2 separate regions of the Gasterosteus aculeatus genome follow, and region 1 is linked to region 2. A link is a contact called in public Hi-C data. All regions are on one chromosome and are shown on one strand. The core of a region is the stretch at or near the end of the contact, and the rest is flanking DNA. Distances in the headings are between cores, read along the strand shown.

Region 1 (6,432 bases), core at 943-3,442, 38 kb after region 2:
TGCGCCACAGATTCAACACCGGCCGCCGCTCATTGTGTTTGGTGTATTTTTTTTAACGCTATTTAAATCACGCAGCGTATTCGTTCAGCTGCATTCCCTCTCCCTGCTCTCCCTCCATCTCTGTCACTCACTCACACACACACACACACACACACACAGCCCCTCCCCCCCGTGCACACCGCGTCTGTCTCGCATTTCATGAAAACGTCCAGCAAAATCCGTCGCTCTGACAGAAGTTTGCAGACTTTGCGCAAACAGGCTGTAACAACAAGTAGCACTACAGCTATGGGAGTTGTATGTAGTGTGAATTGTGTAGAGTTATATCTTGCGATGTGTGTTTTAGTACGACGTTTGAGTACCGTACCCCCCCCCGGGACGTTGGATCTGTGGGAAACACTGTATTACCTCTAAAGATTAAATCTTTAAATTTGTATTTACTAGTTTGTGTTTTCTTAAAGGAACGGTAATATAATAATAAGTCTCTTGTTAAGGATTTGAATACTGAAGAATACTGATGTACAAAAATATGCAGCCTTTAATATCTGATCCAAGCCCAATCAAAAAATTACAATCACGTATTTGCTTTTACGTGTTACCTTATTCTTTTTTTTTTTTCTGAATGGTAATGCGAAGTCCAGAACGACTTTCTACAGAGTATGTTTTATAAAGTTCTCTTTTCTTTTGACTTGGTACCCTAAAAATACCGTAACATAATAAACTATGCATGCATTTTTATATTTTATTGTATATATTCTCAAATAAGTAAAAGCTTTGTGCTCTCTTGACATACAAGTGTTTTGTTGCACTTCTGTTTTATTTGTGACAGTATTTCCTCACACGGCATTCCACTGTTTGTTTATATTTAATTTTCCCCCTCAATTTTCCCTTTTGGCAAAACTCCCAAATACCTTTCAGTTTGTGTACATATGTTTTGTATATGCGTTTTCAGTGCATCAAGCCTTTTGTTTTTCTGTCCCCAGACATGTATGAAGCTGTCATACTCTCTTCTTGTGTAATAAAGCCTTATTTTCTTTAAGACCGTGGCCACAAATTCATTTATTTGGGGTTCGTATCTATAATTTCCTTTTCGTTGGTGATGATGTTTGTGATGATGAGCACTCACGCAAACACAGACACATCCTCCCCGATCGGGTTACAGTCAGTTTAGCTTCAACAGGAGCCGTGTGGTGAGGCAGCTGTCCCGAGAGTCACTCAAGACACGAACGCGTCCAGCTGACAGGTTCGGTCGCAAGGCAAAAACGAGCAGGAAATCATTAACAATTTTGGATTTTCTAACGCTCAACCTCAGTGAAAAGCTCAGACGTTCCTGTTGCGCATTAAATACACGTTTGGTACAAACAAACATTCAACAAACTAATGCATTCTCACGTACATAAAGCTGATGTAAAAAGTTTAATGTCAGTTAACGTCAGTTCTAAAAAATAATAGAAAATGGCTTCGGTTCTGTAAAGCTCCTCTTCAAAGGAGGGTATGAAGTCTTTACTTTCTCCTCATTGTTGTGCCATCTCTTTGCGCAACTCTGTCAAGTAGAAGTGATCCTTCCCGTGAGCCACCTCCATGATGGCCATTGCCTGAACACACACACAGACACACAGTTTATTGGCGTTATACAACGTGTCAAACCAGCTGAAACTGCAAAAACTAAATGCTTGGTAATCTGGACTTGAAATGTAATTTTCACACTACGTTGTATTCAGGTGAACTTCGATCATCGAATGTCTGCTGGAGAATTTGTTTAAAATATTGGTTTAAAAAAAGGTCCAGTTAGCGGTGCTTTTTACCTTCTTGAAAGCGCTGACACCCGCTGAGCGCCTCTCGAGGCCCATGTACAACCGGCCCAACTTCAGATACATGGAGGACACATTCAGGGAGAACGGTGGATAGAACTTGCTGCATTGGAAAGAGAGCAAACATGCTGATGAGCTTTCCATCATTGCTTTTAAAGAGACAATTATCTGTGACCCACGACGCCATCGGTAAGCGTCCGTGCTCTCGTCACCTGTAGTGCTTGATGATCTTCTCGCCGTACCGGAGAGCTCCTTCTGGGTCCTCCATGTAGAGACAAACCCCCATGGCCTGGTACATCACGTGGACCATGTAGACATTGGCGTCCTCAAAGATGGATCCCATCTCCTCCAGGCTCTGTTCACACATCTCCAGCAACTCGCTAGGGGGTGCCATGGAGTCAAGGACCGTCTCAAAGCAAGCTGAGGTTCTACTGAAACGCCACAGGGCCTTAAGAGCCCCCCAAAGCCGCCATGCAGAGAAATATCTTCTTAAGGGAGCTCGGTGAGCGCTCATCCTACCTGCGAGTCTCCGCGAATTCAGTTTTTAAAAAAAGTGCAGGTGAGCGGTGTTACTCCGTGACAGGATGTTCTTTATGTGCTTGACGGCCCGGAACTCTCTGACGGTTTTCCTGGCGTAGCGCACCATGTTGCCGATGGCCTGCGGCTCGACGGGGTCGCTCCGCTTACGCACTCTCAACTTGGCCTTGTCCTAGAGGTGGAAGACAGGACACGGGGGGGGGGGGGGGGCCTGAAATGTCACACGCGAGTTTACGACGGCAGTATTGCATCGTGTGCTTTGGTCTCGTCCCACTCACGCCGGACTTGCTTTTACAGTCCCGGCAGTCGCAGGTGAAGTAATAGGACTCTCTCAGCCTGTTGTTGCGGTCGTCGGTTGGATACATGAGGTCTATGTAGCTGATGAGCACCTGCAGGGGGAAATCACACCGGTGACAAACACTCTTCCTTTCCACGCTCGCCTCCCTTCTTGTTTGTGTCGTGTCCAATCGGCAGGTTACGGGGGGGGGGGGCGAGTCTGAAAATAACCCCACGGGCCTCTTGAATCAGCTGCTGCATCCGCCTAAGAAACCCCTGCTTGTGCCAGGGATTCACACTCCCGTCTTCGCCTCTCAAGCTTAGCCTCCAGGGCTCGGTGGGATTTAAGATGCCGCCTCATTGTACGCTATCATGTTAAGACTCCAAAGCCACCTGCGTCCAAGGGAAGCAGCGTAACCACAAAACGATCAGGTTTGTTTGAAAGATCTATAGGAAAAATATATTGTATTGAATATTGTTGTCACTGTTAGAGTTTAACCTGCAAACCTGATCCCGATGTGCTTTGGTTGCCCGGCAACCGACAGCGGAAAGTTATTGCGCCCATAAATAAGCCCGAAATATCCCATTTATCCCATAGTCCCATTTGTGTTCATTATTAAGCTTTAGAGGTGCTGGTAGGGATTTCTTTATTACGCTCCTTGTGTCAAATCTTTATGTCCGGCCAAGTTAATCTTGGCGAGTGACATTTTTCTGAAATTCTTCTCACGAAATCGAAAAAGGCTCGGCGCCAAAATGTCGACATATTCCTTTAAACCGAAGCAGAAACCGATCAGGAAATAATCCCTGTATGTTACAAGGACGTAGTAAGAATTCAACACAAAGCGTTCGCTGTTTCTTCAATGTGTTGGAATTTCATTTTTTTAACCCCCAAATTTGGGAGGCAGCTCACAGACGGACACGTTCAGGCTGACCCCAGTGAACCCGACCCCCCCTCCCACGCCGGCTGTACCCTCTCCTCACTTCATCTCCAGGCTCCATGTTCCGCACCGCTCGAACCTGCGCCGCCGTGCCGTCGTACGTGACGATGGCGCTGGGGAGGCAGCTGTGGTTTATCAGCGCCACGCTGGGAAAGAGACGGACAGAAGGAACCCGATAAGAGAGAAAAATCACTCTGCTTTCACACCGCGGACGAGGCAGTGCTGACTAATCTACACAGGTCACGAGTGTCGCTTTAAGTATACCGGCGACCCCGTCGGCCACTTGGGAAATAGCTTCAAGTGAGCTGAGCGGGGAATTCGCTCTCGCGGCGGGGAGGCGCTTTTTAACACCTCGTGACAAACTGGAGAAGAAAAAGTTGCCTTGATAGAAATGAACAATCTGAGGAGGCAATCGCAGCTTTCAGCGCTCATGGGAAATCATGGCTGTCCTTTTTTTAAGAACAATTAAATGAACTGAGGGAACTAACACATTACGCAAAGCATCCAGAAGGAAACAAAATGAGCTTCGCAGGAAGAAGATTATTCCCTTTGTAATGTGCTGGACCTGTACGTAGAATACAGAATGTGCTCGTATGCATGTGGGTTCTTACTCTGGGTAGAGTGCAGTACCCAGGTGAGACAGCTCATCGTCCTCTATGGTGAAACCATTACAGGCCACCTGTTGAATAAATGACAAAGAAAATGCATATTACCAATCGTTAGCTGGTTTTTCATCAAAACATATATGACCTGCACGCCTTTTTTCTACCTTGACTTCAGTGGTTGTTGTCAAGCTAATTGTGAATATTACTGAATCCGTGATAAGAACAGCAAAAAAAGACTCTTATACGTATGATTATTTTTATGTGTCTGTGTGTGGTACCTGTGAGATGAGCGCGAGAAGGTCTTTGTGGTCGGGAAACTCCAAATGTTTGGAGAAGAAACGATGCAGCCCGGCGACTTCTGCCTCGTTCCTCTCTCTTTTCTCGTTGTCCACGTCCTCCACGTCTGTCGCAGGAGAAGGAGAGATGTTCAGGGTGATCCAATGCTTCTTCTGCCTATAACCTTGTCCTTACCCGGCATTGCATGCAGAGCCTCCATCGCCATGCATTTTAGGCTGCGAATGCTTTTAGTAATATGAACCACTGCTTTGGGTCGTGTGCATGCTCGGGCATCGAGACGGGACTTTTTAAAATCATTTTGAACTTAATAAAAAAACAATTTGCGTTACAGAAACTCAGTCGGCCCTCCGTGTGTTTAAAGTGCTTCTTCCCGTTCAAGTTGTTTAATGGTCTAATGGACATTCCACCCACACATGTGTAAGATAAACATATAGATGAGGCCTCGGGTGTTAATCTCAAAGCGTTGCGCTATTTTAAGAAGGCTATCTAGTGAAACTCACAGGCTCTGGACCCGTTGTGCTGAATCTGACACTTCGCGGAGCAAAGTTAAAAAACAAAATCATGCATGCGTGTTCAAGGTCAATTACTCACGTGATTGAATGTCGTCTATGAGCAAGATCTTCTCAGAAACACATCTTTCTTTCTGCGTTCTCTGCAGAAAATGGGCACGATTAACAGAAAACAAACCCCAGCGTGCGCCGGGGAAAAAAACGCAGTGCCGCTTAGTGACTGTCCAACCTTCTTGGCGAGGATCCGGGCGACCAGGCGAGAAATCTCCGACGGGCACCAGTTCTCCTTGAACGCCATCATGGCAGAGCACTCCAGCTTGTGCATGGCCCAGTCCCCTTTCTACACACAGACACACAACCCCCGTGGAAAACGTTCAGCAGCTGTTGTAAAGGAAATAAACTCTGAGCGACAATACGAGGTTCGTTTTACTTTCACTAGAATCGTGACAGTCCTGCTGCCCCTCCCTGAAAGTCCTACCTGACATTTTGCGTTGCAGTAGGAGGCTTTCTTGCACTTCCCACATCTTGCCAGCTTCTCTTTCCTGTGTGTGAAACAAACGGGGTCTATTAGCTCCTGCGTAGTAAGACAGCATCACACTCACAACGATCAATCTGCAGATGTCTGACTTGAATGCGGTGAAAGCTGTACGTCAGCATATACTTTTATGCAAGTTTCTAGCTGTTTTGTGCTCAAAGCTCCTGCTTGATTATTCTGAAACAAGAGGCAGCTGTTGTCGGCGCTGCCACTCGTAACTTATGCACCTAAGAGCTTTGAAACATTCTGTGGTATTAATAGAGCCGACCGGCTGTCTCTCTCAGCCACATTGGAAAGTAATGAAAAAGTCCATCACTTAATTTTAGCACAGTTGGCAGGGGGGTCCGAGTTCAACGAGCTGCTTAGCGGTGGGTGGACGTGATCGACGGGGATCACACACCCCCCCCCCCCCCCGGATGTAAAGTGATACTATGAGCGCTACACTGTACAGGTAGCTGTGTCTAACATAACGGATTCTCAATGTGTGCAGTTATATCCAGCTATCCACGCTCGTGGGTCCCTTTGTGTCCCGAAGCTGTGTTTTCTAAGGAGATTGAATGACTTTGTCACTTATGACTCTGCCATAAGAGGACTTGAGGAAGTTGAGGTCATGGTCTATTCATGCAAAACTAAATTTGCTTTTAAAATTGCTTTTTTACAGAATTATAGTAGCTTAGAAGTAAATCATTCATAATGAACATTACATCATCTTCCTAAATTCCTAGATTTTAAGTATCATCAAGTATCAAGTTATTACCCCATTAATTGTTTTAAACACATAACAGAATATAGAGATCATTCATCACAATGTTCAATATTTTGAACCGAACGTGCTGTGAAAAAACAGATCTCATCACATTTTTAAGACCATGTGTGTGTGTTTGGTGGTCAACAGTTAAAGTTAAAACAGACAAAAAGCCTGACACT
Region 2 (6,362 bases), core at 1,122-3,621:
ACATCTGTCCCTGGTTGGTCTCCTGTACTTGCTCGCGCGCGCACATACATTCCTCGTCGCTGTTTACAAACGGAAAAAAAAAAGGTACATTCCTGGACTGGATTCCAGTTTCAGCTTGAGCTGCACGAGGGTTACGCAAGACGCCATGGCGTGCGTGTAATAAGGCAGCCCTCATTATTATTATTACGCTCGGTGTTGCTACAAACTGGGCCTCGTGCACTGCCGCTGTGAACGTCAATCCCCATCCATCACCCAGACCACTGGTAAGCATTGGAATCCTTAAATTGCTAGAACATGCTGGTGAGTTTTATTGAGAAGCTTAGACGGGAATATTATTGCCTCTGATCCATTTTCATGGATCAGAGGCAATAATAATTTATTTGTAAAAACAAACTTTTGGGTGGGAAAAGTCCCGGGTCCGGCTGGCGTGATGGTAAACAGTCAGATTAACTTAAATGATTCAATGATGTTTTGGCTGCCGGTCCAGCTGCTGTCCCGGAGTGACCCCACAGTCAAAGGATCGTAACTTTGACCCATAAAACGCTCACTTGAATCCAAAAGCCGGATGATTTCGAAATATTGCAGTGCCGAGTAATTTGAACGCCTGTGATGTTACGGATCAGTTAGAAGCTCTTGTTACAACATCGTAGCAGCTGTAATGCAAACAGGATGCAACATTCAGGTTTGCAGGTTTTTCCAAGTGATGATTTGAACTGTGTAGGATTCACGGACATGAAACCTGAGATAATTGAGGTTGAGGTGAAGGGATCAACCTATTTTACAGACTGTGGAAAGGTCACAATTAGTATCACGGATTTGAAACAGTAGAGAGTGTTTTGAGCAATATTAAACCCTGGAAGGCAGATTATTCCAAATGTCAACACTAAAAGGACCATAGATGTCTTTCATCACAGCGCTGTTGTGTCAATTCATTCACAGCTTCAGAAGCACAGCGGGCGCAGTGAGTCCTTAACGGCCCCGGGGAAGGTCTCGGCCTCTAAAAAGAATCAAAGATTACTGTTCAACGCGCTTCCTCACCGCAGGACCTTCCATACGGTCCCTAAACTACATTCCAGCCGGCCTCTGAATTTAATGGCGTAAACTTGAAGGAAACAAATAAGTAAAAGAAGTCAATGAATGCCGTCTTTTAGTTGTTCGAGGACACACGAGGATGTTGATGGGGGTAATTTAGTGTGTGAAAAGGCTCCGTTGCCCTCAGCTACGTAGACAGGGAGATCTGCATTAAAAATGACCATAAAAGTTGCTTTGTGAGATAAAGGGACCAGCAGACGTTTTGATCTGCTACTTCAAGCACATCCTCAACGCCAAGAGGAGGGAAACAGATCGCTATTGACGGAGGCTGCGTTCGTTCATTCATTCGTGGACGTATACGCAGTGCACATGTTTCAGAAAGGAGATATTCATTCTTACGTGATGACAAAGAAATTCTTTCAGGAGATGAAATACAGTCATGACGCATTTTCGTCTGGCAAACGCTCCTCTTGATCTGATTGCTGCTGCGTTCCCTTCACTCCTTCTCTCCCTCTCTCTCTGTTAAACCATCTATTTGCAAACATCAATTCTCCGATGTTTATTTTGTGGAGGCTAGATTTCCTGGAAAAACAAACTAAACTGATATGTGGTTATTCCACTGTTCCCCTGTACATTTTTCATTCTGGTGCACCGAGTTAATCTTGTTTCCTTTGTTGGGAATATGCCTCTTGTTGTTTTCCCCCTTGGTTCTGTGTAACACGGAGCGGCTCCTCGGTGGGCCATCGTCTCTCTGTAACTCAGAGGCTCTCCACTCTTCCTACATTATGACTCACTCGGCGAAGCTCTGCTCTCTGCAGAAACACTCTGCCGCGATCAAAATAGATGTAAAACCTCATGTGTCGATAAAATAGTAACTTATTATGATTAGGTCTTTAATCCAGATTTGGTGTTTGTGGCGCGTTCGTGGTATTTGAAAGACATTTTTAAAGGCAACTAGAGCATATTGTGGAAAGAACCTGAGACGTAACCGTGAATAATAAACCCGAGAAAGAAATGCATCTCTAAATCAGTAAATGTGGGTAATCGATGCACCGTCTTTACTCTGTTCAGGAAAGCGAGAAGCTAACAAGAACCAGACACAGTTTTGATTCATGCCAAACCACGAATCGACATGCAAGCTAAAGACATTTTCCTTTCTTTCCTTTTTTTTTTTTTTTTTTTACCTTTTACAGAAGCGTCGCTTCCCTCTCCTCAGTCTCTTCTGGTTTTGCTCCCTGTGTTTTTTTTTTTTTTGGTCCAGCGATCTTCCAAAAGTGAAGTGACTCCTGACTCGGATCCCCTGTGCTCCTCCTCTGCTCTCGCTCTGCTCTGCAACGAAACGCTCAGTGGGAAGAGGAGGAAAGCTCTTTTTAAAGACACATGAGTGGAGTTGGGAGTCCTCGAGGCCTTGGGGTGGGATTAAAGGAGAGGAGTCTCCTGCTCCTCTCCAAATGAGGAGGTCTGTGTAATTGCGCGTGAGGCCCACGAAGGCCACCCACGCCTCTTTTAATCAATGCTGCAGCTCAACGTCAGCACAACAACAGGTGAACCCTTAGCGAATACTACGCTGGCCTCCCCCCCCCCCCCCCCTGCATCCTCCTCTTGGGGCAATCTAACAATTCTCCTGAACGGTGGGATTATCATGATGTCTCGGTGCTCTCATTTATATCTTTTTGATTGCATCTTCACACTATCGCGTACTTGTTAAGTCGTTAAAGAAAGGGGGGAGGGGGGGGGGCCGTGGCGAGAGACACATCTTTCTGTCAAATGGGACGAGGGGTCGCGGCCAAGCGTTCAAATCGATTTGATCGATCGGGTCGTTTTTCAGTGGTCCTTGTGTGCGAGGTGCGCATGCATCCCTGCACGGAAACTTCATTAAGGAGACTTGACTCACTCGTTGAGACATCACGGCTACACAAGCACGCACACGCACACACACACACACACACACACACGCACACACACACACACACACACACACACACACACACACACACCCCGCTTCCTCAAAGAAAGATTATGCTGTTGAAAAACAAAAAACACTTTCCTCTTCCTGTGTTAAAAGACAGTTGCACACACTTCTTCAGGGAATAACACACAGAATAACTAACGCCAGCTGTTACCGTGAAAAGCAAAGTTACTGTCTGATTAAAATGTATCAATCTATGATTATTTTTTTTGTACTTTTTAATTGGAACAGTACGATTTTCTTTCCCAGACTGTCAAATTTACAACCGAGTTGTATGATTAAGCACTTTCTTTAATGACAGCAGCCAATACGTGCCTGCAGGATGAGGTCACCGAGACGCCTTATTTCATCTGCTTTCCATCATAAAACAACATGAAGTACATGAAGAGGTTCGCTGCACAAAGAAGAACAAAGAGTCTCTCCCCACGTCTCAGCCATAGCAAACTTAAATGATTGCTCCCCTCAGACAAATCAAATAATAAATACTTTCACATTTAAAAGGGAGTTTACTTTCTTGTGTTTTGAATCACTTCGCTCCTCCTTCCAATGTTATGTTAAAAAATAAAGCTCCTCCGGCAATGCATGACGCTCACTTTGAATGGCAAATGAAATGTTAAGACATATTCAAAGTTTTTTAAAGATCTTGCCGTAATGCTTCCTGGATTTACCCTCTGCACTGTTTTTCGAATTAAAAGGCCGTTGAAGGCGGTAATTAAAAGCGCACGATGATTTAAACTCATGTTTCAGAGTGTGCTGGTACCAGAGTACAGCTGGTTAAACAATAACAAGAATCAGATCCGAGACCTGGACAGTCTGAAGTGGAAGTAATTCCCTCCACTCCCCAATACAATTAAGCGACTTAACCTCCACGCGTCCGCTCCTCCGCAGGTGGCGTTTCTTCTGCTCCCGCTTGTGAATTTCAGTCATTACCGCTTATGAACGCCGAAACAAAAAGAGCATGCTCGCTCAGCCTGCCAGGCGAAGGTTATGAACAAAACGCGATGATGTAATTCATCCGACTTCCACCGTTTAATAACAATAATAACATCAACCTCCCCCCCGGACGAGGCTGTGAATCACCGACCCGCCACGACCTCCAACCGACTGTCATGTGCAGCAGTATCATCATTGTCCCAAGAGGCACTGGAAATGTCATTTGGCCCATTTACGGTATACGAGGAGCCAAATGAGTTGTTAGATCACAGGAATCCTCAATACAACGTTCTTCTTCCTGTCGTGTCCTCTGTTGCCTCGCAAGAGCATCTCGCCCCCCCCCCCCCCCCCCCAAAAAAAGATACAGGACTTCTTGTACCTTAAACTTTTCACAAGTTACAGTTGAATCGTGTGAAGTATTTACAGCTTTTCTTATTATCCGCAGATAATAACCGACCTCGATGTCAAGGTGTGCAGCTGTGCGTCATAAATATCTGCCGAGGTCACTTGGAAAGATTCCTCATAGGAGGAAGAATCCGGCGTTCGAGCGCTTGTTGACACGCCGCAGACAAAAGCTGCATTTTTTTCTTCTTCTTCTTCATCAAACCACCCGTGTGACAAAAGAAGCAGCTGTTTTTTGATTCTTAACTTGAGAGCAAACCGAGGGGAGGGGGGAGACAGGCGCGCGGGGTTCGGAGATACACGGCCTCCTTCGCCGCGTTCAAAGAGACGTCACCGAGCGGCTTTTACAATCACTCCCTCGCCTCCCAAAATATGAGCCTCCGAGAGCTGCTGCGCTTCCAGCTGCATCACTCAACTCACTCATCTCGCTCATCTCACTCATCTCGCTCATCTCACTCATCTCGCTCATCTCACTCATCTCGCTCATCTCACTCATCTCGCTCATCTCGCTCATCTCACTCAACTCACTCATCTCGCTCATCTCGCTCATCTCGCTCCTCTCACTCATCTCACTCATCTCACTCCTCTCGCTCATCTCACTCATATTGCTCATCTCACTCATCTCGCTCATCTCGCTCATCTCACTCATCTCGCTCCTCTCACTCATCTCGCTCATCTCGCTCATCTCACTCATCTCGCTCATCTCGCTCATCTCACTCATCTCGCTCATCTCGCTCATCTCGCTCCTCTCACTCATCTCACTCATCTCACTCCTCTCGCTCATCTCACTCATATTGCTCATCTCACTCATCTCGCTCATCTCGCTCATCTCACTCATCTCGCTCCTCTCACTCATCTCGCTCATCTCACTCATCTCGCTCATCTCGCTCATCTCGCTCATCTCGCTCATCTCGCTCATCTCGCTCATCTCGCTCCTCTCACTCATCTCACTCATCTCACTCCTCTCGCTCATCTCACTCATATTGCTCATCTCACTCATCTCGCTCATCTCGCTCATCTCACTCATCTCGCTCATCTCACTCATTTCGCTCATCTCGCTCATCTCGCTCATCTCACTCATCTCGCTCATCTCACTCATCTCGCTCATCTCGCGGTCTACGCTGGAGTTGCAGGTCATGAGTGCATCTACTCATGGAATCTCATTTAGAAATGACGGCACGCTCACTAATCCCTTGTCGTCATTTCTCCTAATTGCTTTCTGCCAATTCTGTCAACATTTTATTACGATTATTTTGTCTTTTTTTTTTTCCCCAGCTGTTCGCTGCACGCGACGTGTCACACGTTTTCTCCATCACTGCATTTGAAGTTCGAATAACTGAATTCGGATCGAGTGCCTCGACTTGATAATGACGCAAACATTTCATTGCGCTACTCAACTGAGCATTTAATCGATACTCGAGTGCACGTCCACCGATGTGAGAATGTGCAACTGAAAAGTCTTTGACCCAATCCTAACTGATGGCCTCCTTTCCACAACCACTCTCCCGACCTCTGGATTGTGTCATGCTTAAACACTTTGCGTACCGTGAGTCTGGACATACTCCGAGCAGATAAGCCTTGACTTTCAAAACGTTAATCCAAGTTATCACCTCATCCTCTGTGGCTTTAACGATCCACGCATTCCCGAGGACAGATGGAAGCATCCCATTGAAAAAATAAGGTCTCCTTCGTTTTTTTTTACTTTCGGAGTTTGGGGGAAAACAACCTTTTTGACTTCTTTGCAGATGAGATGAGCTCATATTTGAATTATGTAAGTGGTTTTTTAGTTATGGTTATTTAAACGGCCCTTGCCAGATGTGAATGAGTTGGACGTTCCTAGGCTGAATAAATAAAGTAATTTAATAATCTCAGTTAGAAATATATTATTGATCTAAACGGCACGTCACGTATACATAAAAAGTACTTTACATGTCTTCCTGGGTGCTTCTCAAACGCTGCAGGTATAAGTGCATACATGTATTACAGTTTTTTACAGACACATTTCTCAATACTTAGATCACTTTTT

The links. Hi-C and Micro-C count contacts between places; a contact is called where the count stands out from the background.
Region 1: a Hi-C map of tail fin shows a contact between it and region 2, with 2.0 times the contacts expected there. The contact joins the enhancer-like site here to the promoter of LOC120808489 in region 2. A contact is called at or near these places in 3 of 6 Hi-C or Micro-C datasets (skeletal muscle, tail fin and whole body).

The regions. Positions count from the first base shown.
Region 1 is chr18:10,630,434-10,636,865 of fGasAcu3.hap1.1, forward strand. LOC120808032 (tyrosine-protein phosphatase non-receptor type 14) reads left to right here. Exons shown (of 21, transcript XM_040160597.2): 21 at 1-1,036. LOC120808033 (N-lysine methyltransferase SMYD2-B) reads right to left here. Exons shown (of 12, transcript XM_040160599.2): 2 at 5,449-5,512; 3 at 5,200-5,310; 4 at 5,053-5,113; 5 at 4,443-4,567; 6 at 4,171-4,238; 7 at 3,603-3,705; 8 at 2,624-2,734; 9 at 2,397-2,517; 10 at 2,021-2,195; 11 at 1,803-1,911; 12 at 1,395-1,592. The coding sequence ends at 1,512. Among protein-coding and RNA genes, the nearest start is that of LOC120808033, 3.6 kb to the right of the region's middle. Within about 2 kb of position 2,193, at least 5 of the 9 cell types and tissues checked have open chromatin away from gene starts, as enhancers often do.
Region 2 is chr18:10,592,244-10,598,605 of fGasAcu3.hap1.1, forward strand. LOC120808489 (pro-opiomelanocortin) reads right to left here and starts at 2,372. Exons shown (of 3, transcript XM_040161445.2): 1 at 2,217-2,372.